Linked DNA regions of Mus musculus: region 1 is linked to region 2. The links are chromatin contacts, called in public Micro-C maps. All regions are on one chromosome and are shown on one strand. The core of a region is the stretch at or near the end of the contact, and the rest is flanking DNA. Distances in the headings are between cores, read along the strand shown.

The links. Hi-C and Micro-C count contacts between places; a contact is called where the count stands out from the background.
Region 1: a Micro-C map of embryonic stem cells shows a contact between it and region 2, with 2.8 times the contacts expected there. The contact joins the promoter of Lrrn2 here to the promoter of Nuak2 in region 2. A contact is called at or near these places in 1 of 39 promoter capture datasets (neural stem cells), 1 of 484 Hi-C or Micro-C datasets (embryonic stem cells) and 2 of 115 datasets of contacts at active chromatin or transcription factors (both in embryonic stem cells).

What each region holds. Positions count from the first base shown.
Region 1 is chr1:132,878,682-132,885,190 of GRCm38.p6, forward strand. It overlaps Lrrn2 (leucine rich repeat protein 2, neuronal), which reads left to right and starts at 1,674. Exons shown (of 2, transcript NM_010732.4): 1 at 1,674-1,994.
Region 2 is chr1:132,313,855-132,320,398 of GRCm38.p6, forward strand. Nuak2 (NUAK family, SNF1-like kinase, 2) reads left to right here and starts at 2,271. Exons shown (of 7, transcript NM_028778.4): 1 at 2,271-2,618. The coding sequence starts at 2,376.

The sequences.
Region 1 (6,509 bases), core at 424-2,923, 560 kb after region 2:
CTCCCAGCCTCTGGCCTTTCTTCATCCTAAATCACTCTGTACAGGGCCACAGATGAGTTTCTAGATCTTGGTCTCAGGCTCTCCCACTCTGCATAACTGAGGTCATACTACCCGTGCAAGAGTGCTGCCAGGATGACGACCTGAATTCCATCCGCTCCCAGCCTCCATTTGCTGGGCTGTTAAATGGGGACGTATGTCAGCCTGATACAGAGCTGTGTGAAAAGGCTTGGTGTCTCTTAGTTCATCTCTAGCTCTCCTCCACTGCCTGGTCCCCCACTCCCAGCCCCCACCTTCCAGACAACCTATTCTATTTTGCTTGCCTCAACTTTCCTGCCTTGCTAGTCCCCATTTTCTCTGCCAGTTTAAATCCTATCGGTCCAGCTGGGCTCAGCTGGAAGCTCGGCTCCTCTATAAAACCTCCCATGAATAACCAGAGCCCAGAACAGCGTTTTCAATCTGTGTTTCTATGGCACCTTCCATTGCCTTGAAATGCTAAAATTTGTTTCAAGTACTTCCACCCCGTCCTTCTCGGCTCCCGAGGGCCATTATATCCCACAGCAGGGGTGGCGGGTGGAGACCAGCGAGTAGTTCTGCTGGTATTTAGTATGTGCTTACTGGAAGGATTAAGGGGCCAACTCTGTCTATACAGAACACAGAACTTCCAAGTCCACTCGACAAGGCTGTAGGCATGGCTGTCACTGCTGGTTGTATTCTTAGAATAAACAGAACCCAGAAGCCCTGTGTCTGGCCAGGGACACTAATCTAAAGCCAGTCATGAAGAATGGCCCCCTAAAGAAGCCCCGACTTGCAGAAGTCCCTACACCTTGAGCCCCATCTTCTCTCATCTTGACTTTCCAGGCTCTGATTGGGTGTGGCGTGCTATGAAGCTTAGCTCTGGTACCTATTCTTAGTGGGCCACACTGAAGGCCTCTCAAAGACTTGGGCCTGAAGCCTTCACTGCAGCAGACCTACTCTTCAAGTAAGCCCCAATGTGTGCTGGTGACCCCAATTTTCTGAGCCACCAAGCAGTAGCCCAGCACCCATTTTCTGGGTCCTGCTTTACCTCCTAGTTTCATGGCTTCACGATGACCAGCCTGCAGGTGTAGAACCCTGCGGCCAAGTCCCTGTGTAGACCTGTCAGCGCCTCCCTTAATCCCTCTGAGACTAACCATGTGCCAGGAGACTGGAAGCAGTACTGAAAAGGCTACAGAAGAGCCGCCAGTGCCCATGGACAAACTCGCCCACGGCTTTTGTCCTGTCCACCGTTAACTTGGGGAGGGTAGTACCGTGCAAAAATGTGGTCACAGCCTTAAGCGGTGCCTATGAGCCACACCTGTCCTACAAGCTGAATTTCCCATCTGTTCTCTTGGCTTTTGCAAGAGAGTGGGAGGGAGCATCAGCAATGCCACTTATTTCTCCCCTGACCCCCAAGCGCTATGCCCTTCTCCCTCTCTTCCATAAGCCTTGGGTCTTGATGCAGAAGGACCGCTCAAACTACAGCATCGGGCCCCACCCAACTCCTTCCTCTGGGATGTGTGCAAGTGAGGCAGAAGGGGCTTCTGGCCACTCAGGAGTTAAAATGGCAGCGGGACTGGAGGGGGTTGGCGTGGCAAGCAGACAGGGAGGAGGCGACCGGAGTGGGCTAGGGAGGTTGGGAGCGCGGCGGAGCAGCTAGTGAGGAGGACGAGCGCGAGCAGCCAGGAGGGAGGAGGCGCGGCGGGGGCGCCGGGCGCCGCGGGCCTGCTCCGTGCTCCGCAGACGCGCGGCGCTCCGGGAGCGCCGGCCCTGGCCGCCAACCTCCAGCCGCGGCGCGCAGGATTGGGGACACTGTCATTCTGCTGACGCCCTCGCAGGCTCAGCGTTGAGACCACTCCCAGGACAAGTGTAGGTTGGGGAAGGCGCCCGGCGAGCCTCCCGGGCCTGGGTAGCAGCGCGCCGTGGAGCAGCGATCCCAGCCGGGAGGCGAGTGACGGACATAGGACAGCGCCCGCGCGGTGAGTGTGCGGCTCCCTGGCGGCCGGGACTGTGGACTCCGAGGACGCTGGCTTGGCCTTGAGGGTCGCCGAGATCCTGTCCCCGCGGCCCGGGCTTTGATGACCCGATGGGGGAGGGGAGCGCGGCCGCGACCGCGGCGGTCGCCGAGATGCCTGCAGGAGAGCTGGTGATTTGGGGAGAAGGCCGGGAGGGGCGAAGGAAGGAGAGCTAGAGAATGCAAAGGAGGTGGCCGCTGCGCTGGCTGGACCGGAGCTGCGGGGGAGAGGGTCGGGGCCTGAACCAACTGGGAGAGGCCCCAACCCCTCAAACTGTTGCTGGGTAGCGGGGAGCCCTGGAGATGCAGAGGAGCCAAAGAGGTGGCCCCGGGGTTAGAGAGGGCGTGACAGAGGAGAACTCGCAGGATGGAAGCGCACTAGAGCCTAGGGGACTTTCCCTTCCTGGGAGCTCGGGTGGTGGCCGTGCAAAAAAGACAGGGTGGCCTTGGTTGGGTCTGTACAAAGTATCTGGCACCGAGAGTCAGGCTCCTCCCGGGCGGGAGACTAGGGTCTGACTGCAGTCTAAGATGGGACTTTTGGGTGGGGGAGGGGTCGGCCGGGCTAAGCCTGGGCGCTGTGCGGTTTAAAGCAGCTCTGAGGCCACCGCATCATGCCAGGGACAGGCTGGGCTGGCCAGCCACAGGTGGGCCGTCTGTCCTGCTGGCATGACAGGGTTGTGCGGGCGCAGACTGCCCAGCCAGCCAAGATCCTCGAGCGGCGGGGTGAGGCAGCTGAACTGAGCCGCTGAAGGAGAGAACTGGACCCCGGGGGTGGGCCCTAGCAGGGTGTTGCAATGCTCCCGGCTGCCCCTGCCCTTCCTCCCCCACCAAATGAACAGGAAGGAAAATGTCAGCTGGGCTTTGTGCTCTGTTCCTCAGGCTGCCGCAGCTCCCATCTGTTGAAGCCAACGCAGCTTCTAATTGGGCGACTGGCAGGGCTTGGAGGAGGGTGGGCTGGGCACAGCGCTGGCTGCCGCTGGTTGCCAGAGATGGACTGGCTGCCGTCTGCTTGAAGACCCCAGGAGGCAGGAGGGCACTGGAGAGAGCAGCCAGGTCAGGACAACAGGAGTGGCCTTTTGCCAGCGTCTTCACCATTATCTAGGGGACCCAGGAGCAAATATCTACCCGTCCTTACTTATCCAGAATGATTGACAGGCTTCATGAGCCTCGCCATCACTCTGGACAGTATTCTCTTTCTGAGGGAGAAGCGAGCAACCTCCTGTCAGTGGCCGCTGGGCTCCTTGAACAGTCCTCCAAAGAGCAGGGAGGACCAGGGCTGTGTGCACAATGCGAAGGCTCCCTGGCCAATGGGTCTTCTGCCTACCTTGTGGTGGCTTGACCCACTTTCCTGGCCAGGAGACGTTGTGAAGAAGCGGAAGGGAGAAGCACAGCTCGGGGTCTGTGCCTCTCTGGCCTTCTTCCATCCCTGGACTGCCTCAGATGTTGCCTGCTGCCTGTTTAGGGGGCCTGGGGCCTAGGGCAGAATGTTATTTGGAAAGGGTCGAGTTGAAAAACTCTCTGGCACCTCAGGGATTTTAACCATTCCCAGAGTCTGGCACCTAGAAGCACCCCCCAAACCAGATCTCCTGCCAGAGCTTACCCTGCCGGAGACATGGAATGGCAATAAGAACTGAGAGATTGGGGCCTCATTGAGCTAAGCTAGGCCAGCAGAATACTTCCTAACTGCCCACATCTGCCCCGTCCCTCCTTTCCTTTTCCCTCCTCCTGAAGCACCTCTCCCTCTCCCTTTGCTCTCACACTACACTGCTCATCCTCTCCCGACCATCCTCCAAGTTTACCTTCCTTCCTCTCCTCCAGGTTTCTACCTCCACCTTTATCTTTCTGTAAAATGCAGCTTAAACCACAAGCCAGGCACACAATGGCTTCTTCGCCTCTTGACAGCCTCTTGACAGCCTCTTGACAGTGGGTGCACAGGTACCACTGTCCCTGGCACATCCCCTTTGCAGAGAGGACCAGGCTGACAGGTCTGGCACCTGAATTTCCTTGTTTCCCTTTGCCCTACCATTCACTCACTTGCTCCTCCCCCTCCTCCTCTCTACCCCCTTGTTTCTTTTATTTGAAGGGAAGGAGGAAACTCCTTGCTTTTGTAAAACTTATTTGTCCATCAACTACTTACTAAACACCTACTATGTGACTGTCTTAAGTGTGGAGGTTACAAGTAATAGACAAACCTCGTAGGCAGAGCTGAACTTGTATTTGAACTTGATAGTTATTTAGTTCCATGCCCACCAGTTTCTTTCAAAGGTGTGGTGGAGGGAAATGAGGAGTATTAATAACCCCAGCAAATTAGCATCATAATCACAGAATGGCCCTTAACATTCCATCTCTATCGCTCCCTATATACAACGTATCTCCATCGCTTCCTATCTATGATGTATCTATCATTAAGTCGTTTCTAACCTGAAAGGATGAAGTGGTTTGTATATCATCATCTATCTTGGAGGCCAGGACTATGCAGAAGTCAGTGGTTTGCACAAGAAAGGAATTAAAGACAGTTTAAGGAGCAGCTGCTCTGCACTAGGCTATGTGAAGAGCTTTCCAGAAATCATCATATTCAGTCCTTCTAAAGGGCTGCATCCTAGTCTCTGCTTTCTAGCTGGGGAGTCTGGGCCCTAGAGAAAATGGACCACTTGGTGCTCCATGGTCTCTGAAACCACTGCTGCAGTACAGTAGCCTCTTATGATACTTACGACATCTGCTAAATTCTACAGTAGCAAGGGAGCCCACATTCGCCCTAGCTTTTCAGGGGTGTGTCTTGTCTCTCCACTTAGAATACAGACTATATTTGCTGAATGGTTGCATGAATAAACCTTCTCATGTGATCCAGGAAGGCTTCCTATAGGAGTGAGGGCATTGCAGAAGACACAGGGAGGGCAGAGAATCCTTCTGACCTACAGAAGTAGGTAGCAGGCACTCACCCTCCATCTCCACCTTTATTGGGGTGAAGAGCAAGGAGGTTATTGCTGTGTTTATCTGAGGCCAGTGTTGGAGCATCATCAGTGATCATCGGTGGTCATCGGTAGTCCGCCTCCTGAGTCTGTGTGGCTCCTGTTCTTGGCCTCCTCAGCTAAACCTTCACTGCCACAAAAGCCCAGAGATAGAGACTGAGAGTGGGTAGCTTGGGTGCCTGCAAGGACTGCAGGCCGGGACAAGGTCAGTGGTTGAAGGTGGAAGAGGGACCGGCTATGGGGACACAAATAGGAAGAAGACAGTGAGAGAGGGTGACTTGAAAACAAACACGGGCTCAGGAAGAAAAACAGCCATAGCAAGACAGGTTCTGCTGCAGAAGTGTGTGAGAGGCCGGGCCAGAAAGGAAACTGTGTCTTAGATTTCCTAAATAGTGTAGCTGTCTCTAGGCTAATGGAAGGCGTGGAATTTCTCTCATCTGGGCTTGTTCAGTCAATTCATCTTCCCTAAAGCACCTACTCTGTGCAGAAACAGATGAATCAGCCATCGTCTCTGCCCTCAGGGAGCTCACAGTAAGGGTAAAAAAAGATTCTGGAGCCATCCACCCAAGTTCTACCTAGGCTGCCCCACTTGTTGCTGGGAGACACTGGGAAACTCATCTACCCTCTCTGAGCCTCAGTTTCTCTATCTATATATAACTGGTATGATAATAGCACCTACTTCATAAGAGGAGGGAATACAGGCCAAGGAGTCCAGAGGAGTGTCTGGAATATAGTAAGTTCTATATAAGTTGTTGTTATTATTAGCAAGGAGTCGGTGTTATATAGTCTAGGGCTGAATAGAAGAAGGTTCTCGTGTCTTTAGACTAGAAAAAAACTTGCTGACGCAGTTGATATTTAGGGCAAGGCCAGAAAGGGGGCCAGGTAGCAGAAGTGGAGAGCCTCGGGACAGTGGTGCTGAAGGTATCTGGGGCACAGGAATTGTATATGAAAAGGCACCGAGGAGTGTATGTGTTGTCCTTTATGGACATCACTAACACCACTTAGTGGCCCTCTTCAGCCTTTTTGTTCCTGATGCTAGGAGCTGAGCTTCTAGTGGGGCTGGCTAGCTTCCCAGAACAGCCCCACACCCCTTGGTCTAAAAGAGTGAGCTTCTAAGCAAGGGGGCCTGGTGCAGTCCTGCTGGGTGTGGTTGCATGACCTTGACTCCCCACCTGTGTCTAAGCCATCAGTGTCCAGATTCTGCTGTACCCAAGGCCTTGTACTCTGGCTTCTGGTACTTTCTGGGGACCTGGGAGATGCTTTGGCCTTAGAGAGTTGCCTTGTAGGGGGTGAGTTTAACCAGGTCTGCTTTAGAATTCAGTTTGTCTCCATGTGTTTCTTCCACCCACATCTTCCCTGCTGTTCAGCGTTTGATGGACTTGAAGCAAGTTCCGACATGAAGAGCATGCAGAGAGTTCCTGGGGGCAAAATGGCTTCTCAGCTTCCACCTCTCAACTTGTCATGACACACAGTATAGCACCTCAAATCTACTGAGCACTGTGTGCCGGGCA
Region 2 (6,544 bases), core at 1,021-3,520:
TTTATGGTTGGGAGGTCACGACAATACAAGGAATTGCATTAAAGGGTCAAGGGATTAGGAAGGTTGAGAATCATTGGGCTAAGTAGTTGGTGACTGGGTGCAAGGGTTAGAAGAAGTGCTTCCTCCTAAGACTAGAGCGTGAGGCAGACAAACTGAATGAGGGTGACTCAGCTCAGCTTAAACGTCCTAACAAATCCTCCAAAGAGCTAAGCCCAATCTTTAAGTCACTGAGCCACATCCCAGGTCCTCCCTACACAGAATGAAAGTTAGTTCTGGCACTTGGTTGTTCTAATCAGTAGTTCTGTAAACAATTGTTGTTAATTTATTTCATATGTACAGCCTTATGCCAGTATGCATTTCTGTGCAGAAGATACATGCTTGATGTCGTTGGAGATCAGAAGAGGGGGCCAGAACCCCTGGTACTGGAGTTATGGCTCTTTGTGGGTCATCTTGTGGGTGCCGGGGATGAAATCCTGGTCCTTTGGAAGATCAGTCAGTGCCCTTACCTGCTGAGCCATCTCTCAGTTCTCTCCATGGTTCTGATGGCTCACTCCTCTGCCTGCAGGTCTGTTTGTTTGCCTCCTGTGTCCATCCATCCATCTGGTCTGTATGAATCCACTGTGCACCTTTATCTGTTCAGCAGTGCCCTGGGTATTGGGGGTGTTTAGGAATAGTGATAAATGTCTAGATTGAGTCTTAAAGGAAACCTTGGGCTCCTCTGAAAAAAAGTCTTCATCTTATGAGGAAATGTTGATACAGCTAGCTAACAGACATGGGTCTTCTAGTAAGCTTTAAAAGCCCTATCTTTAGAAAGCAACCCCAAACTATCCTCCTCTCATCTTGGCTAGGGGCTCCCTCCTCTTTTCATGTCAGTCAGGTCTAGAACCCAGGTCTCCCATCCCTGAGCCTGCTCCTCTGACACATGCTTTTCATTGTCCTACTCTGCCTGGACAGACCCCAGGAACTGACAGACAGGGCGCACAGAGAGCAGACTGGTTGAGCCTTTTCTATTTTCACAGACTACTCAGAGTGGAGAGGCAAGCTGGCAGAAGATAGGGCACTAAACTAGCTATACAGTTTCCATGGACCGTCCGAACTTAGAGAAGGCTGATTCCCGGTGGATGGTCTCTGGCTACAGAGAGCTCCAAGACAAGGAGATACCAGTTATTCCCTCTGAAAAGATTCAAAGGGCAAACAGAAGTAGGAAAATGGGCAGAGAGTAGTTTTTTTTTTAATTTGATAATTGAGGACGTAGTCCTCTTTGATCCTCTGCCAAGTCCTAAAGATACAGCTAGAGATGAGGTCCTGCAGATGAGGGAGGGATGCCTGCCCGGAATAGCTAGAATTAGGGAAGTCCTCTTGTCCTGTACTCTTTCCCTATAGGCCAGTATCTGAATTCCAGGCTTTCTTGCCAGCTGTGTGGCAGAAGTAAACTCACTTTCTACATCGGAAAGGGGGGTCTGGACATAGCCTTCCAGGCCCCTTAAATGCAGCCAAATCTTATGCCCAACCTCCTGCTCTTTTGAAAAAAAAAAAAAATCCACTGGGAGGAAACCCTGGGACCAAGACACTCCTTACAGATTTAGGAGCTCGTGGATGTAAGTCCTTGGAATGTGATGTGCTTTTTTCACAATTTATGGAGATCCACAAGGCCACCACATCTTGAGGGAATCCACGCAACCCTACAAAGTAAGGATTTCCCAGGCCTGTTGGATTCCAGAATCCAATTAAGGTTGGTGGAATCCAAGCAGAGTGAACATGGAGTCAGGACAGCTCTCTACCAGTGCTTAGCTGGCGTCAGTCTCCAACCCATTCCATCTCCCTATTCACTTTCTCCTTTATGGACCTCAAGAAGTTATCAAAAGGCTTTTCAGATTTTGAGCTTGGAAGAAACAATTTACTGCATGTGGAGAAATACTTCGGGACTTTCTAGTGCCCTTAGATTGTCCCTTGCCAACCGAGAACACAGCACAATAGCACAAGGTTGGCGTCATTCAGAGACTAAAGCAATTCAGAGAGCCTTCAATCCTAAAGACTGGCACTTCGGTATTAATTCGGCTCTGCCTCCATTCTCGCATTCCTGGGCCTCGGGTCCAAGTGGGCGGGGCCCCATTCACACCTTTCCGCGCCTAGCCAAGGGGAGGAACGGGGCAGGAGAGGGTGAACCAATGCGAGAGGTTTTGGTCACGAGCCGCCGGCAAGTCGGCCAATGGGACGCAGGGGCGTGGTCAGGACATTCCCCCTCGAAACGTTTTATAGCAATTCGGAACGCGGGGCTTTCTAGCGTGCTCGGGTGCGGCTGTGACCTCTGAGCCCGCGGCTCAGCGCGCGCTGCTACTGCTGCCCGACCCACTCCACCTCGCGGTCCCCGCACCATGGAGTCGGTGGCCTTACTCCAGCGCCCGAGCCAGGCTCCCTCGGCCTCCGCCCTGGCCTCGGAGAGCGCCCGGCCGCTGGCGGACGGGCTCATCAAGTCGCCTAAACCTCTGATGAAGAAGCAGGCGGTGAAGCGGCACCATCACAAACACAACCTGCGGCACCGCTACGAGTTCCTGGAGACGCTGGGCAAGGGCACCTACGGGAAGGTGAAGAAGGCACGAGAGAGCTCGGGGCGTCTGGTGAGTGTCCCTCGCGGCTCCCGGCTCTCGGGAGCTCACAGCGCGTCCCTTGCGGTGTCCTCGGCTGCGTTGCCAGGCGCGCGCATTTTAGATGTGTCTGTCCGTGGTTTTCAGGACAGTGCTCATCTGTCCTGAACCTTAGCTTCACTAGATGCCTGTAGTTTGAGAAGACGGAGCTTAACTTGAATTTTGACGGGAACAAACGTCAACAGAGTAGAATGGAAGGAGGAAGTTGAAAGCACCAGTTCTTAGTAGATGGATGAGGTGTGGAGATCTTTAACTCTGACTTGACACTTTGGGGCCTTTCCAGCCGAAATGAAGCTAAGTTTGGTTGGGATAGGTTTTTATTCTGGGAAATGTAAAAGCAGGCCCAAATGTCAGGTCCACTCCCAGCACTCCAGCCACATCTTTGGATGTGAGGCCTTTGGGGAACTTGCCCTTTTGATTTACGCATGTGTAATCGTAATAATAATCCGTAACTCTGAGCAAGTTCCTCCATCTCTGTTTTCTGTTTCCCCTTCTGCAAAAATAGAGAGAACACAGCCTGTCTCACAAGCTGCTTGGAAAAAATAAGATATAAATGTGAATGCACTTGAGCCCTGATCACAGATCCTGTGTTGAGAATGAATACTCCTATCTGGAAACCTCCCCTTGGAAGGACAGCAAATTTACCAAAAGTTACACAACAATGTTTCTTCCACTCTAGTTCAGTGGGCCTGAGTATTAGCTGGCTACTTGTTTAAAATGTGCAGTCTCTCATTTTCCACCAAGGGAACTATTTTATAAAAGGTCTATAATTCACATTTTCGCAAGGCTCAGAGCAGGTGGTTTAGGGAGAACATTTGGCAGGTCCAGTGGATGCTGTTTGTAAGGGGGTGTGTATGTACAGCCATCATTTGCCCTATTGACTATGGGAATGGTCCCCTCCCCTAATTGTTTGCTTTTGCAGCCAGTAGCTGGTTTGAAATTCAAGAAGTCATTTCATTGGTGAAGGAGAGTGGATGTTGGAGAAAGGAGTGGATTATAACCCCATCAATAGGAGCAAGTATGTTTTTCCTGCTAAGGCCTGGCACAGTCCCCAGTTGCCCGCTGCCAGGTTACAGTTATTGGGCAATCGTGTACTTCCGGGCTTTCTTTTCTTTCTCTTTCTATAAAGTGCCAGGGCCTCAGAGGCTTAAGCCTTGAGACTTCAGGGCCCAGGCTTTGTCTGGGGGCTTAGCTAGGAAATAGTGGCTAATAGTGGCTTGTGTGCTATGTCGCTTGTTGTAGGAAGAGTGGATTGAGGGAGCTAGAGTGTCTGAGAAACTGAGATCAAAGTTCAGAGTTCACATCAGCTCTTGATTGACACACACACAGAGAAAGAGAGACAGAGAAAGACAGAGAGAGAGAGACAGAGAGAGATCACATTTGATTTTGAAGTGAAGTAAATCAATGACTCTTGCATCAGAACAGAGAAAATCAAAAGGAGCTCTCAGGTTCCCATGTCTTGCTGCATGCAAGGAGCCAAGATCAGCAAATGTGGAGATCCTGCTCTGAAACTCCCCAGCAGGACCACCCAGGATTGCTGTTAAGAGTTTGCTTAGCCCCCCCCCCCCCCTTTCTTGGAAAGCAGCTCTCCGCTGTGCTAATGATTTCTCAATCCTGGAGCAGTGCCCTCATCTCCACCCACCCACCCCTACATCTTAACTGCTTTCCCTAAAGAGACCTATACTTCTGATACTTCAGTGGGGGAGAAGGACATGGCGCTGCTTAGGCCTTGCCCTGAGGAGCTGGGGCTGTTGGTGGTTCCCAGGAAAGCCTCCTGCTGCCAGGAATTTCTCACCACATTTGCAGCTTGCTTCCCATTCTCCTTATAGAGATAGTTAAGCAGGGTCCCATGGGATTATCTGAAGGGAGGGACAGGTGTGTGTGTGGGGGGGGGGGGGGACACACGGACTAATGGCTGCTCCAGGAGGGCATCAGAGGAAAAACAAATATTTGCTCTGGATCTCAGACACATTCCTGGTATCGAAATGACATTTCCTCCTGTGAGTCTCCTAGCTCCCCTGACCAACCCCTAAAGAGAAAAACACATGCCCGGGTCTCACCGAAGCCATTGGTCTGATCTGCATGGATGACTCAGTCACCACTAAGGGGGCCAGAAGGGCACCCATGTGGGTAGTTCTGTGGGGTCACATTGCTTCTGTTCCTTTTACATTTCCAATTGCTCAGTGGGCTACAGAAGATTGAGAAACGACGGAGACAAGCTGCTTCCTTCATTGGCAGATGAGGGAACTGAGGCCCAGAGAGGGGAAGTGACTTGTCTTCTGGCTGGGCAATGGCAGACCTGCAGCAAAACCTCCAGACTTGTCCACCATAAGCTTTGGATGACCAAGTGCTGAGTCTTGGTCTGGAAGTTAATTTTGAGATGAGCCCGGGCTTGCCTCTGAGTGCTTTGTCATCCCATCGGCTAGCTCCAGCTGCCCTCCCAGCACTGCAGGCAATGTTTAGAGTGGGAGACGGCACTGGGAACCCCCATTCTTTGCTGAAGGATCCTGGGTGCAGGAACGATACTATATTCCTGCAAAGTGTCCAATTGTGCTTCCTATTGCTTGCCGGATGCGTTACCTCTCTAGAGTCCCCTCTGTGTAAAATGCAGATTATAATGTAGTGGGTTTCCCTAGGATTAAATAAAATAATATCTGTAAAATCCTAGCAGTGTCTCAGACACATGTGGCTTATTGTCCCAGTAAGGGTGACTTTGACCTAGGGAACTCTCTTACCCTGGTCCTCTCCTGCCTCAATAAGAAGCATGGACTGGGCTCAGTCTTCTTGAGTTGAATCACTATGGTCTCTGCTTTGTTCAAAGCCCTCATCTCTCATTCAGCCAACTTCAGAGAAGGACTCCGGTTGGCCAGCCGCCAAAGGCTTGTTGGGCAAGATGCTGCCCTCCCAGCTCCTCCTGCACCTGCCTGCTCAGCAGCAGGGAGGGAGGCTGCAGGCGACTCTTGTCCTTGGGCTCCAGCCAAACCACACAAAAGGGCTGGGCAGAGAAGCTCCTTGCTCAGGAACCTGGCAGAGTGGGCTAGGAGGAGGCAGGGAGGAGGTGGCATTCGATGGGACTTGGGGAGATGGCTCAGGTTACCTGCACAGCTTCTTCCTGATTCCCGTCTGGCTCTTGGTAAGGTGGTACATCCCCGCTGCTCAGCCAGGACTGCCTAACCTAACCTCTCCTGCACTATCTAAGTGGGTCATCATCCAGCACCTTGCCTGCTTCCCATGAAAGGGCACAAACGAGTCAAGGATCTTGGCTGTGACCAGAGGTGCCCAACTTGGGCCATCTCTCCCAGCAACCAGAACTAGCATCTCTGCCCTCCCCACCCCCTTCCCTTCTTTTTCTTTCTAAAGCTTTCTGATCACTTGAATGCAGATCATTTCTAATCCGAGCTCTGGGAGAGAGGAGTTATTTACCCATGGAGCCTCAGTACCAACTAACTCCTCAGGGTGTTGGCAAAGAGTGGGCATGTTTTAAGTGGAAGGAGTGGCACACACAATGTGGCCCATGGCAAGATACGGGCAGTCCCTTCTCCAGAGATGGGGGGCAGGGCAGAATTGGACACCTCCAAGGAACTTTTGTCTTCTGAGATACTAGCTTCTCCTTCATTGTAGTCCTGTCCTGTGCATGGAGGAACTTTGGTGAAGTGAGTTTATCTTTCTTTCTTTCCTTTTTTTTAAGATTTATTTATTATTATATGTAAGTACACTGTAGTTGTCTGCAGACACACCAAAAGAGGGCATCAGATCTCATTATGGATGGTTGTGAGCCACCATGTGGTTGCTGGGATTTGAACTCAGGACCTCTGGAAGAGCAGTCAGTGCTCTTAACCACTGAGCCATCTCTCCAGCCCTGAGTTTATCTTTCTGAAGTGTTCGCTGCTGGTTGGGGA